Regions from separate parts of the Zea mays genome. Here region 2 is linked to region 1. A link is a contact called in public Hi-C data. All regions are on one chromosome and are shown on one strand. Each heading gives the region's core, a stretch centred on a gene start, on an enhancer-like site or on the middle of the called end of the contact. The rest is flanking DNA. Distances are from core to core; before and after follow the strand shown.

Region 1 (6,327 bases), core at 2,001-4,500:
AGGACTGCCAGAAAACTTGTGAACCAGATCATTAGATACCCCGGAAAATTATGAAGCTAAAGTTATAAACCTTTAGATGACATATAGATAAGTCAATTTGTTTCTTATTTACCTGAAATATATTTTTAAAACTATTCAAATTCATATTATAAACCATAAATCCACGCTCGAGCTAGAACTTGTAGTAGTACAAACACCCCCTTATCATTATTAAATAGAGGGTGTGGTATATTTTATATGAGAAATTGTCACAAGTGGATTGATTTGAGTAGAGAGATGTAAAGCAATTAAGAAAGACATATCAAATTCAATCCCTCCTTATTACATTTTTTTGTTTTTTCTCTTAGATTCTTGTATGGCTGATTTGTGGGTGTTGTGCTTGTGATCCACAATGTTGCTATTTAGTTTTTTTCCCTCAAAATCCAACATAAACAGAGCTCAGAAATCCATCAAGTCCAGCAGGGAAGGAGAGTCAGACCTGTCAGTGCCCTATGCAGCTCGCGCATATGCATCCTCAGATCGACACTACGGTGACATTTGGTTCATAAAATATAATATAATTGGCAACAGGAATGATTCACAATTGAACACCGACGGTAATAACTTTGAATATACTAGTATTAATCTGTAGTGTGATATTTAATTACGGTTGAATTTAAATAAATATTGTTTAATACTATCAATTAACCATTACATTACAAATATGTAAACCAACCAAACAACACGCACATGTGCCTCAACGAGCTACTATGGTGATGCTTTGTGACAGGAATAGGAGACAGAATGGCCTGTAGCTTTAAACGGTCGTATGAGCGATGGGGAGAAACACACGTGTCGTAAGAGATAGAATAGCAGTGTCGAAAAACATGTGTGGCCATTCTTGAACTCCTTTTTTCTTTTCTTTTCAAATTCATACTTCAACTCCAATCTACAGAATCGCAGAGTGACGGGACAGCTGAAACATTCATTTGTATTATTCCGGCCGTTTATATGCTTCCGCTGAAACTGGAAGGTATGGCCAATGACAAACTAAACTAGAGCACCACACTATCTTCCACATGTTGAGTACTCAATTAATCCTCAAAACCATTAATAGCAGCTCAACTGTCAGGAGTTCACCAACCTCCAAGCACTGCATATTTTCTGCACCAGTTAAGTCCAAATAATCATAAAGACGACTTCCGAGGAATTATCTGAAAAGATAATAAAAAGGGGCCTCCAGACACAGACTGCAGCCCTGCGAAACTAGAGATGTGCCATCATTATCAGCAAGCAAGAAATACATTTGGTTAACCGAAACACCTGAACCTGAAGAACAAATGCAGAAACACATCGCACCTTGTCAAAACCATTCCAGTTTAAACACAAAATCGCTGGTTCTACAGAAGCATGTCGTCACCCCCTAAACACACACATTGGCAGAGAGGAGCAACAACCACCTTACTGTGGTCCAAGCATAAATAGCTTGTAGCACGCAGGTCTCTCTAATCAACTTAGATTACTGTCCGGCAGGACCAACAAGGACTCCCTGCGCAGTGCCTTCCTTCTTGCCGCCTTCATCCTCAGCGTCGCTATCAGCCTTCCGGATCCTGATCTTGTACTTGAGCTCAAACTCGGTTATCTCCTTCTTCTTCCTCTCCAGCGCCTCGTGCATGCGGGCAATCACCTCTTCCAGGCCCTCCTTGTTGCGCTTCACGGCAGGCATGACCTCCCTGATGGTCCTCTCCACTAGGACGCCGCCGATCATCCTGTAGCATCGCCTCGAGGGGTCCAGCGGCTCGATCGCGCCCATCACGAGGGAGTGCTCGCTGACCTCCATCTCCAGCTCCGTGATCTTTGTGTAGAGCTGGTTCATTTCGGTGCGCATGTTGGCGTAGGTGTTGGCGATTACCTGCTCGTTTATGGCTTCCTTGCCATCGCCACCTGCTCTGCTTGCCATTTTCCTAGTGATGCAGATAACCGGAGAACAAAATCACTAACGGCAAAAGCCCATGAAGAAAATTGCAGCTTTTAAGCACAGGTGCAAGACTGCAAGCTAAGAGTTCAAGATAAAACAATTAAAGCCAAACACATCGACATTTCCGTAGCACTAAATAGAGAACTATCATAAACATCACCAAGCAAGCAATATAATCAAACAAGCAGTAACCAAGGATAAGGAAGTTTTTTTTTTTAAAAAAAATAGCGTTACAATTTAAGAAATATGAGCAAATGGGGAAAATATTTTATATGCTATGCTGCGAAAAGTAATGTTCAGCACTTTGTAATCACCTCATCAACTATTTGAGTAAACTTGGTTGCCTGCCTCTCGTAAATCATACTACCAGAATTTGCCTCAGTTTTTGCAGGCAGTATTGGGCTGTGCACAACTAAATAACAGTCTTGCCTATTAAGTCAGTAAATTTGTCCTCGCAAAAAGAAAAAAAAAACTAAGTAGATTTACAGCTTGCTCGAGATGTAAGGAGGAATTTGTTATAAGAAAGCGATGCAGATCCTAGCTGCTAACCGTTTTATGACCATAACGGTATAATAAGCATTCAAACACAGGCTTCATGCTCCCTGCTGTAACGGGAATGGAGGAAGAGTAATAACATATCGAAAAGGATAGTTAACTGGCATAAACATTTAATGAGCATAGCAAATCCTATTCACGTAGCCCAGAAACCAATAATAAAAATAAAAATACTACCGCATAACACAAACTGGCCAAGAAAGAGAGAAAACTTGCATAGCAGAGCAATTCATCAGCCTAACATCTACTGGCACCATTCTCCGTTACTAATGACGCAACTTTACTGGCACATGATCGATAATCCAAGAAATAATAAAAACAGTGATTCCTCCCGGACACAAGCACTAGCATCACCTCAAAGCGGCACTATTATTTCTGGATGTAAGTGGGAGATGTCAAAAGCTAATACAGGACATACATTCATCACAGGGTTTTATTCAGCAAATAGTGACCCAGACGCAAATTCCCGAAGTTGGTAGGCATAACACTTGTAAATTAGTAGATCAGAAACAGATCCGAGTACACATACAGATAGTAGACAAATGGGTCAAGTTAGGGTTACGAAGCTCGGTTTCTCACAGAAGTAAGGGGGAGAAGGGGTGAACATACCTGTGGGTGCTAGTTCGTCGCCGGCGAAGGTACTGCCGAAGACCTGGGCGCCTGGCGTAGGGCGGCGGCGGTCGCGCAGCTGTCCCCACGAGCGAGAGAGAGCACGGCGCGCGCACGCGGCGTGTAGGGGAGAGAACTAGAGAAGGCAGGTAGGCACTAGACTGGGCAATAAAAAAAAATTGCCTGGGCCTGAGGCAGGCCTGGATGGGCCATGGGGCCTTTTTTTCCATCAGTCCAGGTCTCCAGGAGATGCTTCTGCGTAAATACTCTACGAGGGAAAAAAAAGACTAAGGGCATGTACAGCGCTCTTAAATGAGTCGTCTGTATGATGCCATGTCACAGAAATTTGCTTACGTGGACTATAATAAAAAGAAGGAAGAGGAGCTTGCCGTCGTCTCGTGCTCACATGCCAAGCGACGGCCTCATCTACCGTTGTACGAACAGGAGCATCTTTCACCAGAACTTCTCATCTCATATAGAAACCATTAAGGGCCTTAAATGAATTATAAATAATATATACATGATGTAAATAGACAGGTGATTGTACGAGCTGTCTATTCATCCGTCTGCATGTACTTTTCAAAAAAACTTGTAGATGGTAGCCGTCTGTGCACTGTACGTGCCCTGAATTATCCGTCTCAACTGTTGTCCAATTTTTCTGATTAAAAAACAGCTATTTTTAAGAATTAAAAGCATCTCCAACACACTAGTCAAATGATCCATTAAGCTAAATTTTAGCTGTTTAATATCAAAATAATCATCAACTCGCTAAACGATCCGGCTCAAAGTTAGCTCTCTCGCTAACTAAACTTGGCTAGCCACTCCAGCTAACCAAACTAACTTGTCTGTCTATTAGAGAGTCTATTGCAATAAATTGTGACATATAGAGTTTAATCTTTCTCAAAGGTAAATAGAGAGTCAAATAAAGTGTCAAAAATAGAGAATCCCTTAGAGATGCTCTAAGCCTACATAACCCCTTACCTTTAGAGAATGGTCAACTTCACACCATTATCTTCAAAATCAGTTGTTTAGCACCTTCAAATTAATAAAAACCACACAAATAACAACCTAGTCAGTTTAATAAAAACCACACAAATAACAACCTAGTCAGTTTTAGTTGACGATCATTCGACACTGATTTAATTGGTACCCGTTTTGTCTTTTCAATTATGTCTTCTACTAATATCCAAAATTTATATAATTCTATACAAAAATTAGTAATCATATATCATATTCGTACCATTTTTCTAAAATTTTAGGATTACCATATCAATTACTAAAAATAAAAAACTACAATAAAAGAGCTTAATGTTTTGTCTCTGGTTCATTTCTTATCTTATGAGGCTAAACATTTTACTAGAGCAAAAATAATATTGCCGGTACCCCATAAATGGGGTCTTCTACTGTGTCTAAGACAGAGACTTGCGTGGTTAGCCTTTTAACCACACGCTAAGGAACTGAGCAGCCAGGCCCACGGGACCAGACTCGTTTGTTAGGATCGCTGGCCTCAGGACCTGCTCCAGGTTCAGGAGTAGGTCCGGTGCTGCCACGTGTCTCGAAAGAGGAATCTAGAGACTACACCAACGGGTCCGGATCCCACGTATGCCATCTAGACACAAGCCGACTGTAACGCCATGAATTTGGGGGTAGAATTTTTTCTTCTTTTTACTCACCAAATTCAGGCGTTACTCTCTTTTCTTTTCCCGTTTCGCTCCCATATTGCAGAAGTGTTATTTGATACTGGAGCAACACATTCATTTATATGAGTTCACCAGTTGAGAGGATCCAACGTGTTCTCAAAGATAGATCTAAGGTCAGGTTATCATCAGCTCAGGATTCGACCCTTAGACATTCCGAAGACGACATTCATTACCAAGTATGGGTTGTATGAGTTCACTATGATGTCTTTTGGTCTAATAAATGCACCAGCCTTCTTCATGAATCTGATGAACAGTGTATTTATGGATTATCTTGACAAATTTGTGGTGGTATTTATTGATGATATTCTGATATATTCTCAAAGTGAAGCAGAGCATGCAGATCATTTGAGGATGGTTTTGCAGAGATTGCGAGAGCACCAGCTGTATGCAAAGTTGAGCAAGTGTGAGTTCTGGATTGATGAAGTCCTGTTCTTGGGTCACATAATAAACAAAGAAGGATTGGTTGTGGATCCGAAGAAAGTGGTAGACATTCTAAACTAGAAAGCGCCAACAGATGCTCGAGGAATCAAGAGCTTTATTGGAATGGCCGGATATTATCGGCGATTCATTGAATGGTTTTTGAAGATTGCGAAACCGATGACAGCTTTGCTAGGCAACAAAGTTGAGTTCAAGTGGACCCAGAAATGCCAAGAAGCCTTTGAAGCGCTGAAAGAGAAGTTGACTACAGCGCCTGTCTTATTCTTACCTGATGTGCACAAGCCCTTCTCAGTGTATTGCGATGCTTGTTACACTGGTTTGGGATGCGTGTTGATGCAGGAGGGAAGAGTTGTGGCTTACTCGTCCCGACAGCTGAAGGTTCATCAGAAGAATTATCCAATCCATGACCTAGAGTTGGTAGCAGTGGTTCACGCACTGAAGACATGGAGGCATTATCTGTATGGGCAGAAATGTGATGTTTACACAGACCACAAGAGTCTGAAGTACATATTCACTCAGTCGGAGCTGAATATGAGGCAACGAAGATGGTTAGAGTTGATCAAGGACTATGAATTGGAGATTCATTACCATCTAGGCAAAGCAAACGTAGTGGCAGATGCTTTGAGCAGGAAGATGCAAGTCAACATGATGGACGCTCATCCGATGCCTTATGAGTTGGCCAAAGAGTTTGACAGGTTGAGCCTCGGATTTCTGAACAATATGCGAGGAGTGACAGTTGAATTAGAGCCTACCCTAGAGCGGGAAATCAAAGAAGCGCAGAAGAATGATGAGAAGATCAGTGAAATTCGACAGTTGATTCTGGAAGGCAGAGGTAAAGATTTTTGGGAAGATGCAGAAGGTGTGATATGGTTCAAAGACCGTTTGTGTGTTCCCAATGTCCAGTCCATTCGGGAGTTGATCCTCAAGGAAGCTCATGAGTCAGCTTATTCTATACACCCTGGAAGTGAAAAGATGTATCAGGATTTGAAGAAGAAGTTCTAGTGGTACGGAATGAAAAGGGAGATCGCAGAGCATGTGGCTATATGTGACAGTTGTCAAAGGATCAAG
Region 2 (6,327 bases), core at 2,764-5,263, 660 kb after region 1:
GTTTCATATCGCTCTCTGTTCATGACTTTGAACCGACAGTAAAAGGGTCTGTTTTGTTTGGTTTGACTTTTTTTCTAGCCAGATTTTCTAAGAATCCGGATGTGGAGAAAATAATCTAATTGTGAGAAGAATTTGAGTATCGTGAGGATTACATGTGCGAAGAAAAATGAAGTGGTCTAGATAGACCGATTCTATGTTTATGCTGATTTTTGGACAGTTTTTACCAAGACGAATTTTATAAAAACGGGCTAAAAATTAAGCTGGGCCGTTTAGCAGTCCGCAGCAGCCTTTAAGACTAATTTGTGAGTTATAAACCCGGAGAGGATTGGAGGGGCTAAATTCACCTTCTTATTCAAAATTGAATAAAAAGGGAAATTTAGCCCCTTCAATCTCCTTGGGTTTTGAGGATACCAAACTAGACCTTAGTAGCAAGACGCTGAAAAAAAAACCCAAACGAACACGCAAAGTGTCGCTGCCGCTAGCTTCAGGATATTATGATCCGGCAATAATACATACACTCGATCGTACACCCAGAAGAAAAATCATAACTTTTTTTTTCATATGGGACTTGTATTTCATGCTTATTACGTCGGCCCTGTATAGGTTGTGACGTAGCGCTGTATTATTACGCTAAAAAGCGAGCGATCGAGTGAGTGAGTGGCAGCAGAGAGGTACGTACGCACGCACGGTGGCCAGGTAGCTAAGCTAGTAGCTTGTGGGACGCGCATGCATGCATGCCATCTCCAATCCCAGATCGAGAATATGTACGTGATTTGACCTACAATAATAATAATCCTCTAGCTACACATCGTCATCGATCGGCACGGGAATAATCCCCCGGCACGTCACGTTTTTTTCCCCATCATCTCCGATGTTGTCGTAGCTGTGTACGTTATTAGTACGTACGTGCTGTATGAGAGAGAGAGCGCGTTGTATACGCATGCAAAATGCATCTCGATCGCACGCGCTTTGCCTTTGCTTTGCATGTCGCCGGTAGTAGTAGGTATAGTAGCCAGGCCCGGCCAAGCGTAGTCGTCGACGACGACAGCCGCTAGCTACTAGCTGCTTGTTTCTTGTGGCTCACGATCACGACCACACGTACGTCTCTCAATGATGGATTTGCGTACAGTACTCTGGTATTTCCTCATCACGTAGTATATATGCGTGTCAGCTGCTTGTTTCGTCTTAATTTCTTGGCCAGCCATTGGTGGTTCGATCGGTGTTAATTATCTCGTCTTCGTCGTCCGCATTATTATTTGTGATGGCCCATCACATATGTCGACTTAATTAATTATGTGCTAAAGTTCTTGTGGCTAAAGATCACGTACGTACGCACGCACGGCTCAATTGGCATATGCATACTAGCTTGTTGGCACTAGCTTGTCTCTCATACGACGTGCCAACCAGGGTTATCATGTCATGGCCAGTGATCGATCGTAGCTCATGCGTGCTCGGGAACTGGATCGATTGTTCAGCATTTGCATATGGTACGTAAAGGCTCCTTCGTTCTGAAGCTGCTCATAGCTAGAGGCTCGGATCGAGCTGGAGTAGAGGCCCGGATCGAGCGCCGTGAAGAGAGATAGAGAGAACTAGAGTCTAGAGATGAGCTAGCAGGGAATGAATTGAATCGATGTGCTCGATCGGTTTGCAACCACGCACTGGATCGACCTGCACATTCGAAAGAGCTAGCTACCAGCTTTATTTGTCCGATGCAAGTTGTTTTTGTAAAGGGATCACAAAGAGAAACAAACTACTAGTTTATAAAGTTTCTCCAAACTTGTTTCCTTTTTCTTCGCCTATCAGATATCTTCCTCTTTGGATACGTTCCTGATCGAATAGAGAGGAACGTACGAACATGCATGTCTTCCGCCTGTTCCTCTTGCTTGCTTCCTTTTTTCTTTTGATAATGGAAAAAAAACATGTTCCAGCCATTTGCATCAAGGATGTATATGGCTTCATAGCACAATCAACATAAACAAACTATAGATGTCCAAATGGGCGGGCCGTGCCGGCCCGACCCGAGCACGGCTAGACCCGACACGGATTAGGACTGTACCGGCCTGGCATGGATTAGCTAGCGGACCGTGTCGTGCCGGCCCACGGGCCCCAAACGAGGCTCAAGCACGGCCCGCTAGGTTAATTACCGTGCCGGCCGTCCCACGGTCCGACGGGCCTAACGGGCCCATAACAATATACGACTTTTAAATGATAAAAATATCCTAAAAGTATGTATTTTTAGGGTTTAAACCATGTTTATTAGATCTAAACATTTATTTACACCCACATAACCAAAAAAACACATGTTTCTTGTGTTTTATACCCTATATTCAAGTATAATATATGTATTTATATGAAAAAATAGAAAAAAAAATAAATTGGGTCGTGTCGGGTCTAGCCCGTCGTGCCACGCCTTCGGCCCAGGCACGGCCCGGTGATCGGACCGGGCCGGCACGGGCCCGGTTCACTACGTGTCGTGTCGGGTTTGTGCCGGGCCAAACCCGTACTGGGTTTCGGGCTGCCCGGCAAGCCCGATCCGTTTGGACATCTATAAAACAAACCGACTATAGCAAAAACATCACATACTCAACCCAACTAAAATAAAAACATCAAAACACAGTTTCTCCTTAACATAAAAAAACTAATAAGTCTCAATTCTAGCATTGCATCTCCAACCATGTGTTGCAAAGATATCCATTGCCACCACTTCCATTACACAACAAACATCCTTTGATATCTCTGGGTGTAAATCCTCTTTTCGTAGCAACCTCCAAAATCTGAGCCAGTAAGATCCCTTGAAAATCACCTGCATGATTCAAGGTATATGTTCTCCATTAAAAACTATATCATTGCCACATATATAGCCAGATTGACCAAAACATGGCTGCTACCCCTACTAATTTGCTTGATTCCTATCTTTGATTTTAGACCTATTAATCTGTTTGATGACGCCAAATCCATCTACAAGTGTCAAATACTATAGTTATTCCTACTGGATCCAGAATTTTGCAATCTAGAACTTTATACCCCCGAATTTAATTTGAAACTTTTAGCTATTATGTATAAAGCTCTGTATTAGAGCATCTCCAAAAGACTATTTATTTGTGGCTCTATTATTTTACTCTATATTTACCTTTTTCATGAAGATTATACTTTATATGTAGCATCTCCACTTAAACAGATTATTTATCTAGTTTGACTAACCAAATTTGGCTTGTGAGGAATCCAATTTAGAGAGTCGGATATATAGTCTATTGGATCGGACAACGACACAATCTCTAAAATATAACTTTGACCAATGTTTTTTTGCTAAAATAAAAATAAACTCTTAATATATTTATACTTTTATAAAAGTACTTTTTAATGATAAATATTAGGATTTAAAACTAAATAATAAAAAAATTATTTATAGTTAAAATTTTATAAGTTTAACTCGGACCTTGTCGAGAATATATTATAGATGTACTTTTATAGATCTTATCGTAATAAACGCAATGGTGCAAACACAATAAAAAATAGGTATTTTTTTAAATAAAATAATATACAGCTTGGTGAGACTCCAATGAAAAAACACATCAAACCATGGTGCGGGTACCTTTTACAGCCACACACACCACAGAAACGTTGAAAAGGCGAGGCAGCTCACGCGGGTGCATGCACATCCCTCGGTTCCGTTAGGCCAAGCCAAGTGCCCTTATCCTCTTCTCGTTTCCAGTAGCCTCCCCTTATCACGCCTTGCCTTTCCTGCCTTAAACAAAATCGTTTTTTTCTCTATTTAGTACTAGTAATAACTGTTAGTACGTGTAAAAAATAAAAGGCTGCAAGTTATATATGTTGCCCACCTCGCTCCTCTAATTATCCACTGATCCGCGAGGCCCACCGGGCAGCCGTGAGAGATTCTCCCGAAAATACCCCCCCGTCGCGAACGGGTTATATATAGCGGGGCGCCGCACACCCGGCGGAGCACGGCAGTCCGCACCGCACACACACGCACAGGCAGCAGCACAGCGATCTGCCTTCTGCTGTGCCCCGCCCCCATCCAGCCCAGAGCAGCAGCGCGCGGTGCCGGCCGGCAACCGCAGCTGGTCGGTCATCAGGTCTCTGGGCCTCCACCTCCTCCTTCCCCCTCTCAACCCTCCCCGTGTCGCCTCCTCCCGAATCCTCACACGTAGCCCCGCGCGCCACCTCGCTGCCGGCCGCCGGCACACAGATATAGAGAGAGAGAGAGAGAGAGAGAGAGACTGAGAGAGAGAGAGGGAGGGGAAGCGAAGAGACCAGAACAAGAGCGAAGATGGTCGGACTCCTCCCCGAGACCAATGCCGCGGCGGAGACGGACGTCCTCCTCGACGCCTGGGACTTCAAGGGCCGGCCGGCCCCGCGCGCCACCACCGGCCGCTGGGGCGCCGCCGCCATGATCCTAGGTTGGTTGATTTTACCCATCCGAGATCCCCGAGCCCGGCAGATCTGTCGCTGACGAAGAGGATGGATATATAATGCGTGGGGGAGGCTGACTGACCCCTGTGTCTGTACTGTATGTCAATCAGTGGCGGAGCTGAACGAGCGGCTGACGACGCTGGGCATCGCCGTGAACCTGGTGACGTACCTGACGGGCACCATGCACCTGGGCAACGCCGAGTCCGCCAACGTCGTCACCAACTTCATGGGCACCTCCTTCATGCTCTGCCTCCTCGGCGGCTTCGTCGCCGACTCCTTCCTCGGCCGCTACCTCACCATCGCCATCTTCACCGCCGTCCAGGCCTCGGTCAGTCCCCCCTCCCCTCCCACAAACTCGGGACGACGGACGGTTGATTCCTTTTTTTTCTCCTTTCCTTTTATTTTTATAATAATATTAATAACAATAGTAATCTGCTCACCGCTTGGACTTGGATCGGATAATCCTAACTAGGGCAGCTCGTTCGGCTCTGCTCTCTCTACATGTCGGTCAGTTTACTGGATGGGTGCGGTCAATCTCCTCTGTCGAAATATCTGCGTCGGCTTTTCATCGTCTTGATTTTATTTTTATTTTTTTATCCCCGACTTAGGAGGAGTAGGACTAGTAGTAGCAGCAGCCGTAAAAAAAACCCCCAAATAAAAATTGGAACTTTCCATGCAGAAGATGCTCAACCCTGAAAAGAACCGCGCACGCGCACCCAATGAAAGCAAACAGTTTCCAATCCAGTCCATCATCGCCCAATGAACGCCCGCCCATGCACGGTGGTGCGGTGGACAGCCGGCGGGGGTCTACAATTTCCTCTTTTTGTTTCCCCCCATTATTGGCAGCGGAGTTGTTGGATTCGATCCTTGCATCATCTGCCTGTCTGTCAATCTACCTGGGCACGGAGAAGAAGAGCACGATCTAATAATAAAAAAAGAGATCTAAAAGCGGTAACATGGTTTGCAGGGCGTGACGATCCTGACGATCTCGACGGCGGCGCCGGGGCTACGGCCGGCGTCCTGCTCCGCGACCGGCGGAGGCGTCGTCGGGGAGTGCGCGCGGGCGTCGGGGGCGCAGCTGGGGGTGCTGTACCTGGCGCTGTACCTGACGGCGCTGGGCACGGGTGGGCTAAAGTCGAGCGTGTCGGGGTTCGGGTCGGACCAGTTCGACGAGTCGGACGGCGGGGAGAAGCGGCAGATGATGCGCTTCTTCAACTGGTTCTTCTTCTTCATCTCGCTGGGGTCGCTGCTGGCCGTCACCGTGCTGGTGTACGTCCAGGACAACCTGGGCAGGCGCTGGGGCTACGGCGCCTGCGCCTGCGCCATCGCCGCGGGCCTCCTCGTCTTCCTGGCCGGCACACGCAGGTACCGCTTCAAGAAGCTGGCCGGCAGCCCCCTCACGCAGATCGCCGCCGTCGTCGTCGCCGCCTGGCGCAAGCGCCGCCTCCCTCTCCCCGCCGACCCCGCCATGCTCTACGACGTCGACGTCGGCAAGGCCGCCGCCGTCGAGGATGGGTCCTCCAGCAAGAAGAGCAAGCGCAAGGAGCGCCTCCCCCACACCGACCAGTTCCGGTAAGGTTACTGCTACTACTTTAATGTTGTTGCTGTTTTTTGGTTCCTATCGTCATGACCATGCACTATTATTTGTAATTACCTACCTTATGCATGTCGCTGCTATTAATTACCTTGATTACTGAACAAAATACCTTACTATATACTACCACCTGACTAACGTATTTAGCTAGTGAAGCATGGTGGTTAGTTGATGGGTTCAGTCAAAAGAGGCCAGCTTGCTTACTATTGGTCTCGCTCACTTGTACTGTGAGTCTGTGACTTAACAGAGTGTCCGTGAGAGAGAGAGAGAAACACACACATACACAACCAGACAAGAGAAAC

Evidence for each region. Hi-C and Micro-C count contacts between places; a contact is called where the count stands out from the background.
Region 2: a contact with region 1 is called in a Hi-C map of ear, with 1.9 times the contacts expected there. The contact joins the promoter of LOC100279242 here to the promoter of LOC100282755 in region 1. A contact is called at or near these places in 2 of 25 Hi-C or Micro-C datasets (ear and leaf).

The regions. Positions count from the first base shown.
Region 1 is chr10:80,676,566-80,682,892 of Zm-B73-REFERENCE-NAM-5.0, forward strand. It overlaps LOC100282755 (prefoldin subunit 2), which reads right to left and starts at 3,251. Exons shown (of 2, transcript NM_001155661.2): 1 at 3,122-3,251; 2 at 1,192-1,943. The coding sequence starts at 1,939. The coding sequence ends at 1,499.
Region 2 is chr10:81,338,239-81,344,565 of Zm-B73-REFERENCE-NAM-5.0, forward strand. It overlaps LOC100279242, which reads left to right and starts at 4,014. Exons shown (of 4, transcript NM_001152263.1): 1 at 4,014-4,418; 2 at 4,542-4,759; 3 at 5,399-6,003. The coding sequence starts at 4,289.